Regions from separate parts of the Mus musculus genome. Here region 2 is linked to region 1. The links are chromatin contacts, called in public Hi-C maps. All regions are on one chromosome and are shown on one strand. The core of a region is the stretch at or near the end of the contact, and the rest is flanking DNA. Distances in the headings are between cores, read along the strand shown.

The links. Hi-C and Micro-C count contacts between places; a contact is called where the count stands out from the background.
Region 2: a Hi-C map of cortical neurons shows a contact between it and region 1, with 3 times the contacts expected there. The contact joins two enhancer-like sites.

The regions. Positions count from the first base shown.
Region 1 is chr14:27,796,952-27,800,814 of GRCm38.p6, forward strand. All of the region lies in intron 4 of Erc2 (ELKS/RAB6-interacting/CAST family member 2), which reads left to right. Among named protein-coding and RNA genes, the nearest start is that of Gm45645, 42 kb to the right of the region's middle. Within about 2 kb of position 1,795, at least 12 of the 459 cell types and tissues checked have an H3K27ac peak or open chromatin away from gene starts, as enhancers often do. A contact at or near this core is called in cortical neurons, where this site is marked.
Region 2 is chr14:28,408,451-28,412,313 of GRCm38.p6, forward strand. The region is part of intron 19 of Erc2 (ELKS/RAB6-interacting/CAST family member 2); the gene reads left to right. Among named protein-coding and RNA genes, the nearest start is that of Gm52097, 28 kb to the left of the region's middle. Within about 2 kb of position 1,726, at least 25 of the 459 cell types and tissues checked have an H3K27ac peak or open chromatin away from gene starts, as enhancers often do. A contact at or near this core is called in cortical neurons, where this site is marked.

The sequences.
Region 1 (3,863 bases), core at 545-3,044:
AGGGGTTATGCTGGTTTAATAAAGTGGGGTTTGTAGGTTCTTCCCCCAACACTCATGACTTCACTAGCCCTGGACAGTTGGCTATGTTTCTAGTACTAGGCATAATTGCCCTATTGTTGAGGCAGGGTTTAGGTTCAATTACAGAGCTGTTGGTTACTGCCAAGGTGTGTGTGCCACTATTTCAATCTAAGGGTTATCATTTGAATCTGGTTGTTATTGTGGTTCATAGCTGGGTAGGACTCTTGGTTGTTTTCTTTCAGGTACTATGATAGCTAGTCCTCAGAAGAAGGCTTTCAGGTAGCTTCTAGCTCAGGAGCCTCTCATTCCTGTCTGAAATGCATGGTGTCTTTAGCAATAGGGTCTTACAAGTACCTTTATACAGACTAAGCATGGTGTGTGTGTTTACACATATATATATGTGTGTGTATATATATGTGTATGTGTGTATTATATATATGTATATATGTATGTGTGTGTATTATATATATATGTATATATATGTATGTGTGTGTGTTTATGTGTATTATATATTTACACACACATACACAAATATATGTATATGTATATTTGGAAGAGTGCAGAAAAGGGGTATATGGGAGGGCTTGGGGGTAAGAAAGGGAAGGAAGAAATAATATATTATAATCTCAAAAGTAAGAGAATAATGAAAAATAGCATACAATACAGTAACAGAGCTATAGCTATACACACACATACAGTATTTGAATCTGGCTTGTCAGAAGAGATGTGCAGATCCCTCCCAAGAGCCACGTGCCACATAATTATATAATGGCCAATGAGAGACCACACAAATGATAGCAGTTGAGTAAACGTATAACAGTGGAAATACTTTTGTTAACCAGCGATGTCCCAGCTGTCAAATGTTTAGATGCCTAGGTACTTGCCATCCCATTGTTTTGCCTGTAAGATGCTGTGCTGATTTGAGGCCTAGAGCCAATTGACTATGTCCTAGAACTGAGCTGCACAGCGCGGTTTACCACCTAGAGTTGCTTAAGCACACTCACTGGTGTTCACCCAGCAATAAGATGATCTAGCGTTGCATTTCTCGGAGTATATCCCTAGTTAAATAATACCTGTGTATAGTTTATTTAAAGTGCTGTGAAGCTGGTTGTGATGGGGCATGACACAGAGCCTCTGTGGGAGCTGATGGGCACTGTACAGCTCTAAGGGATACCGTTAATATTGTGGCAACTGGAGATTTGCACGTATGTATTCGGAGGACAGTGTGTCAGAAGATGCCAACACATTCCTTTATTCTAACAAACCCTGTCTATGGCAGGGGTGCTCTAGAAAAATGGAAGTAAGCTGTAGAACAAGGGGAGTTTCTTTTCTAATTTTTACAGAGGCAATGTAAGCTAGCAGGAGACCTGCCAATTCAGCTTTCTGTGGGAGTTCTACTTTGCTGCGAAAAATAATATACTTCGTTATCCCAGACGAAAGAATGGGGATAAGAGCCAAGAGAGAAATAGAATGTATTTCATAATTCATGAATATGGAAAAAGACTCCTCCGTGAAAGGGATGCTCTTGAATATCCTTCTCATCTTGAAGCTGCTGCCAATAGCTGTTATGTCTGCTGCCATCCTTCTCAGGTGGAGAAATGATTGAGGAGGTACAAGCTTGCCAACATGGGTCCAGCAGGCAGCAATTAGGGTCTGCAGAAGGATCCAGTTGGCTGGGTATGGTGGACGTTCAGCTGGTACTGGTTTGGGGTTGGGAGGTGGTGTGCTATTCTTAGGCATGAGGATGCACTTAGCGTGTGCTGTCCTCGGGAACTGGTTTTCTGGAGGCAAGGGTTGTTCACGAAGCTTAGCGTTGGCTCTGTGAACAGCTTTGCTGGCTCACGGTTAGGTTCTTGAATTGAGCCAGTTCACACATGTTCTTGCAGCTTTCCATTGTTACTTCCATTGTGTTGTTTAGAAAGTCTACAGCTTCAATGCAGCTGCATCTGAATAGTAACTGAATAAAGGGCGTGACATTTTCTCCTTGGCCCATTTGGATGTGGCAGGATCGGTGCTGCAGCTGGCAGAGGACTCTTCCGAATGAGCAGAGCAGGAGAGAGAATGCAGCTGCCGATGGGGCGGGAGGTGGAGGAAGTACGCTTTTTATGTTCAGCTGATAAACTCTTGGGTTGTTCACCTTGTGTTTGCATGTGCCCCAATTAGTAATTTCCAGTGGCTTGCCTAGAGGCACTTACTTACCTAGAGGCTTGCCTGTAGTCTTACCTAGAGGGTTTGTTTATTTATTTATTTATTTATTTATTTTGTGATATCATTTTTGTAGCTTTGACTATAGCAAGATTTTCAATGGAGTGTAAGTTGTGTTTTAAGGGAAAACAGTTTGATCATGAAGTTTGCAAATAATATGCTAAAACTGAATGATAGGATTACAATGTCATAGCGATATAATGGTAAGAAAATGTATTTGTTTATATCTCTATATATACATATATATGTATAAGTGCATGTATATATACGGCATATTACATAGTTAGTAGAACATTTAGTTTGGGCCCATGCACAGCATCCAGTTAGCACTTACACAGCTTACCAATGAAGGTCACATAGTTTTGCTTTCACAGATGTGGACCGTGAGGCTACGTATGTTTATTTTCACATTTCTGGGAAGCAGAAGGGATGGATCTGGTCAGTGGCCTCCTCAAGCACTTGTGCAGAACAATCACATTTCTGAGTGTGTGCCCTGAGGATATTTGAATGTTGCTACTTTTCTGTTGACTCTCTGTCTTAGTTTCCTTTCCTGTTGGCTGTGACACAACATCCTGACCAAAGCAACACAAGGGAGAAGGACTTGACTTGGTTCCCCATCATCATGTTGGAAATTCAGTGTCAGGAGCTGGCCACATTGCATCTGCAGTCCACAGACAGGGAATGGTTCCTCTCACAATTACCACGTGTCTTCTCTAGGCAGTTTACACAGTTAAGACACTACCCACAGCATGGCCGGAGACCCATCTCCTGGATAACTCTAGGTGCTGTCAGCTTGGCAATGAGCATTACCACAGTGAGCTGCCATCGAGTTGCTTGAGGGTGAGGGTTTTTCTAGGATGCTGGACTATTCATGCCAGAATGACCTTGGTGGGACATGGAGAAGATGGCCACTGTTCCCTTGTACACTCTGGCAGAGACCAGGTAGGTAAGCACAACCTGGAAATGACTGAACTGTCTCGTTATCCTTCACAGTGTTCCTGTGTTCCAGTCTGAGTTGTACTGTAGGCTCCCTATCGGAAGGAATAGAATATGAGAAGACAGTGCAGAGACCTTTGAGTTCCTGTCTCCACCCGTGCTCTTCCTCGCAGTCCTTTAAAGAGATGGAGATGAATTATAGAGAAATGCACAGATATTTATGTCCTTCATGAGCTGGCAGAGCCATGTGACTGCAGCTCAGTGTGGGCCATAGTGCTTGCTTTCAGCCAGATGTTGCCACCTTGGCTTTACCTTGGTAGATTTTAGTATCTTGTGGGGGGGGGGGGCTTTCATCCCTCATGTGACCCTGAAACCTCATGTGAACCTCATGTGAGCTGTTCCTCTTCCACTACAGAAAGTCAGAGACTCGAATCCAGTATTTAGCAGTTATCGAATTCCGTGGAATTAGAAAACTTAGTGATAAAGGTGCCTGGTTTCGAAGGGCAATTTGCTGTTGCAAAGCTTCTGCTTCTTTGGGGGGCCTCCTTCAGATCTCATCACGTCCTGTCGGATGATCTGCCTAGAGAACCTGGCCACTGATAAGAGGAAGCCTATTTGATCAGGCTTTGGAAAAATCAGAATAAATACCTTCAAAACTGATTTTGTGCTCTCATTGAACCTGAACATTTGTTTTTTAACCAACT
Region 2 (3,863 bases), core at 476-2,975, 610 kb after region 1:
GAGAGAGAGAGAGAGAGAGAGAGAGAGAGAGAGAGAGAGAGAGAGACTTAGAGAGAGAGAGGCTTAGAGAGAGAGAACCTTTGCACAATTTCAGAACTGGACAGTGTTCTGGCCAATTGGAGTATGGGAGAGGATAGATGAATACCATGAGTTAAATGCCTCATCATTCTGGTGAAGACACATGCATGGGTGTCACCTCCCTGATAGAGTTATCCTTGGGGCAGGAAGGGTGCATCATCTGCTAACTCTCCTCCCACCGTGGGAAGAAAGTTAGGATGAAGTTTGTTCCATGTGAATTCAAGGGGGTCTTCATTTGATAGAGGCTCACAAATACATCTAAGAGGGTTTGGGCCCTTCTCCAAGAAAGCATGGTTAGTGTGTGAAATGTTACAGATCATTTCTTCAAGAGCCTGTCCAGGAACTTGTGGGCCGATGGTCAAAATCACCTGGTTGCTTTCACCCTCACCTTGACTCCCTCTTGGAAATAGTGCTGGCCACAGATACGAAATTCACTTTGTAGGAACCCCAGCATTCTTCCTGGGCATTTGGACTTCCTAAGTTAATCACCCACCAGAGTGGTCACTGCCTCAAACACATTAAGTCTGTCATCCACCTTGACAGATGATAGACACACACCCCCTTTCCTCCACCGTGGCATGTGTTTTTAGATGTGTAGTTCTCTTTCCCAGGTACTTTACTCTGTTGAGGAAGTCTCAGTGGGGAGAGTGGGGCTCAGCTGTGAGGAAAGGCCAAGATGGACAGTAACAGAAGATGCCATATTCTTCCACTGAGTGATTCACCTTAAAACTGATGCCTCTGAGCGCTAACCATGTCAGACTCACACTTGGTAAAGAAATGAGTGACTCACACAAGACAAGACCCTCAGGGCTGCCTCCTTAAACCTGCAGTCATCCAACATCCCCAACTCGGCGTGTCTCCTTCCTCCTCATCTACCTCTTCCCACAGCCAGTGGCTTCCTAGAGTCTTCCTCATCTGCCCAGATACCTGCTGCCTGGGCTGTCTGTGACAACTCTGCTTTCTGCCAGAAATTCTCTTCTGCTAGCCAAGTGCCTGCATTGATTCATCCAAGCCCTCCTTCCAGCACCACCTGCTCAGTAAGGCCTCTTTTACCTGCCCTATTTACATAGTCCCTCCCCTTGGATTAAGTGCTACCTGCCCTATCAAGAGCTCAGAAAGCTGTGTGCTTGACATCTGGTTTTGTTTATAAACCCTACACAGTCAAGCAGGTGAGCTGCTTTGTGCCTACAAGAGTACTCCATTCCTGTACTTAGGCGTTCAGTCAGTAATTTTAAACAAATTTGAATTATATTTATTTTATTATGTGTGTATGTGTGAGAATGCGGTGAGACATATGACCCATGGTGACCTTGTGAAGGTCAAAGGACAACAGACAACTGGCAGGAGTCAGTTTCTCCTTATACCTCTTCATGTGGGCCTTGGGGATCTACCACAGGGCAGCTGGCTTGGGAGCAGGCACCTTTACCCACTAAGTCATCTTGCCAGCCCTCACACAGTATGTTATGAATTGTGGGCTGGCAGTGCTCCAGCTTAATGAAGAGGAGCACCTCTAGGGTCATCTGCATGCATGGATTTAGTCAATAGATTGTCTTCCAAAAACACAAGCGCATCCCAGACCCGGAGAAATGAGAACATCACATTTGCCAAGTTCTTGGATTCCACTTCGGCCTGCACCCTTATGAAAGCAATTAGCACCTCTGATTCAGAGACATGATTCCAGTGCTCTCATGAGAGTTGGTAGCAACTCTGAGGCTCCCTCATCCTGGCAGTCCTTCCCAAAAGAAATGAATTCAGCATCTTCTGGTCTCCAGAACCTTGGGGTCTGGGGTTCACTGACCCTCAAAAGCCATTATTGTTGTTTGTGGCTTAAGCGGGTTTCTTGCCCTTAGATATTTTAGCAAAATGGTAGTTTTCATTCTCATGTCTCCAGCAGTACAGTCCCTTCTTTAGATGCAGCCCTGAGGCATTATTCCTCAAGAGAACAACCTGCCCTTGTCACTGCTAGGAAGCAGGTGTGAATAGACCTGACTTCAGTGTCAAAGCCCTTCTTTCTTTATGGAGTATTGGCTACTTTATCACGTTTTGAATCCTCTTCCTCAATCCCTGAGGCTAGAGACTCTCTTGTTAGGAACCCTTCCCACTGCCATGGAGATACTACATTAAGAATTGCAGCTTAGTATGGAATGTGTAGATTCTTGAAGCAGGATTTAAAAGACATTCTGATTCCCTGGAACTGTAACAGTATACTGCCTCCGAGCAGGGAACAGCAGAGGGGAAAGCATCCTTTGCTAGCCTCCAGCCGGCTGCTCCTCGCTGCTAAGGAGGTTAAGTCATGCTCAGAGATGGAGCCTGTACCAGGGGGAGGATGTGTTCTGTCGAGGAGACCCTGTATGTGGACTTGTTTTGCTGGCTGGAGGAATGAATCATTTCAGCCGCGCACACCAGCTGCAGCCTGTGGAAGTAAACCGTCGGCTTTCCCACAGCATGCGTGTATATTTCATTGTTAGAGCTTTGCGTTTTGACAGGTAGTTCTTATCCTTCTGGAAAGAGAGGTCTGAAGCCAGCAGCTGGAGGAAGACCTGGCAGGGCCTGCTGTCTAAATTGAGAGCAAGCATGTGCAGGGAAGCCTCATTATAACGTGACCTGTTATTACGTGGATTTTGATATCCCATGGGGCAAATATGTCTCCCAGCGTAGAAGAGCTCCATGCTGCAGACGCCTGCTGAAACTTGTCTAACCCAGAATACAACCTTGTCCTTGAAACCAGCATGATAAAAGGGCTGTCGTTTGCACTTGAGGGTTTTTTCAGATTAAAAACTATACCAAGTATACATCCTGGAAAAAAATACACACACACACACACACACACACACACACACACACACACACACACACAGGTAGGCACATGTACACATGCACACACAGCAAGCACACATGCTTGTAAAGCACTCTATGTAAGGAGACAGATGAAAACTTCTGTGGTGTGTGGCCAGTGTTTCACTTAGGACCCTTCTGTAATAGAACTTGCTTTGGAGGAAACAATGTAGTAGTTTTGTGTGTGTGTGTAAAGTTGTTCCAGCTCCTTCAGATCCTTCTGTTCTTCACACTGTGGCTTTATAGCTGTTTCTAGAATGTGATGGGATTCCATTTTCCCTTTGCTTGTGTCTGGACTTCCCTGAGACAGTGACCTACAAAAGGCAGTGGAAAGGAAGTAGTGCCTCCCGGCCTCGGCCCCAAGAGTCCCGTGATTTCTGCATGAGGTTGTGTTTCATACAGAACTCCCCCTTTTCTTTCCTTTTCTTTTCTTTTCTTTTCTTTTCTTTTCTTTTCCTTTCTTTTCTTTTCTTTTTTTACAACTCTATCTTATTATCTGAAAGCAAGCCCAGGCTAGGCACATACAAGAGAGACTATTTGCCCCAACTAGCTAACTCCTGAAACACATGAGAGAATCAAGCCAAAATTAGCTGCATGCATAGGAACTTGAGTTAGCCTAGCCAAGGCTAGACAAAACACCTACTGACCAAGACTCATGATCAGTAATAACTGGGTAATCCTTTAATCCAATGAGTTGTAGGAAGAGCTTGTTACACACCCTAATATAGGAGGGTTGTCAATATGAAGGTAAATCCATAACGGAAAGAAGTTCAGACAAGACCGCCTTCCTTAAAGTCACTAGGTCAGTGCCATGTGAGTAGGCTATGGTGACTTTTAATAAGAGGCAAGATGAAAAAGGATGCGGACTGTAAGAAGAACCGAGGCCAGAGCAGAAGGAAGTGTGGTGGGGAAACCTAAGCCAAGGTCAGGGGCCAAGTAGGGAGCTAGGC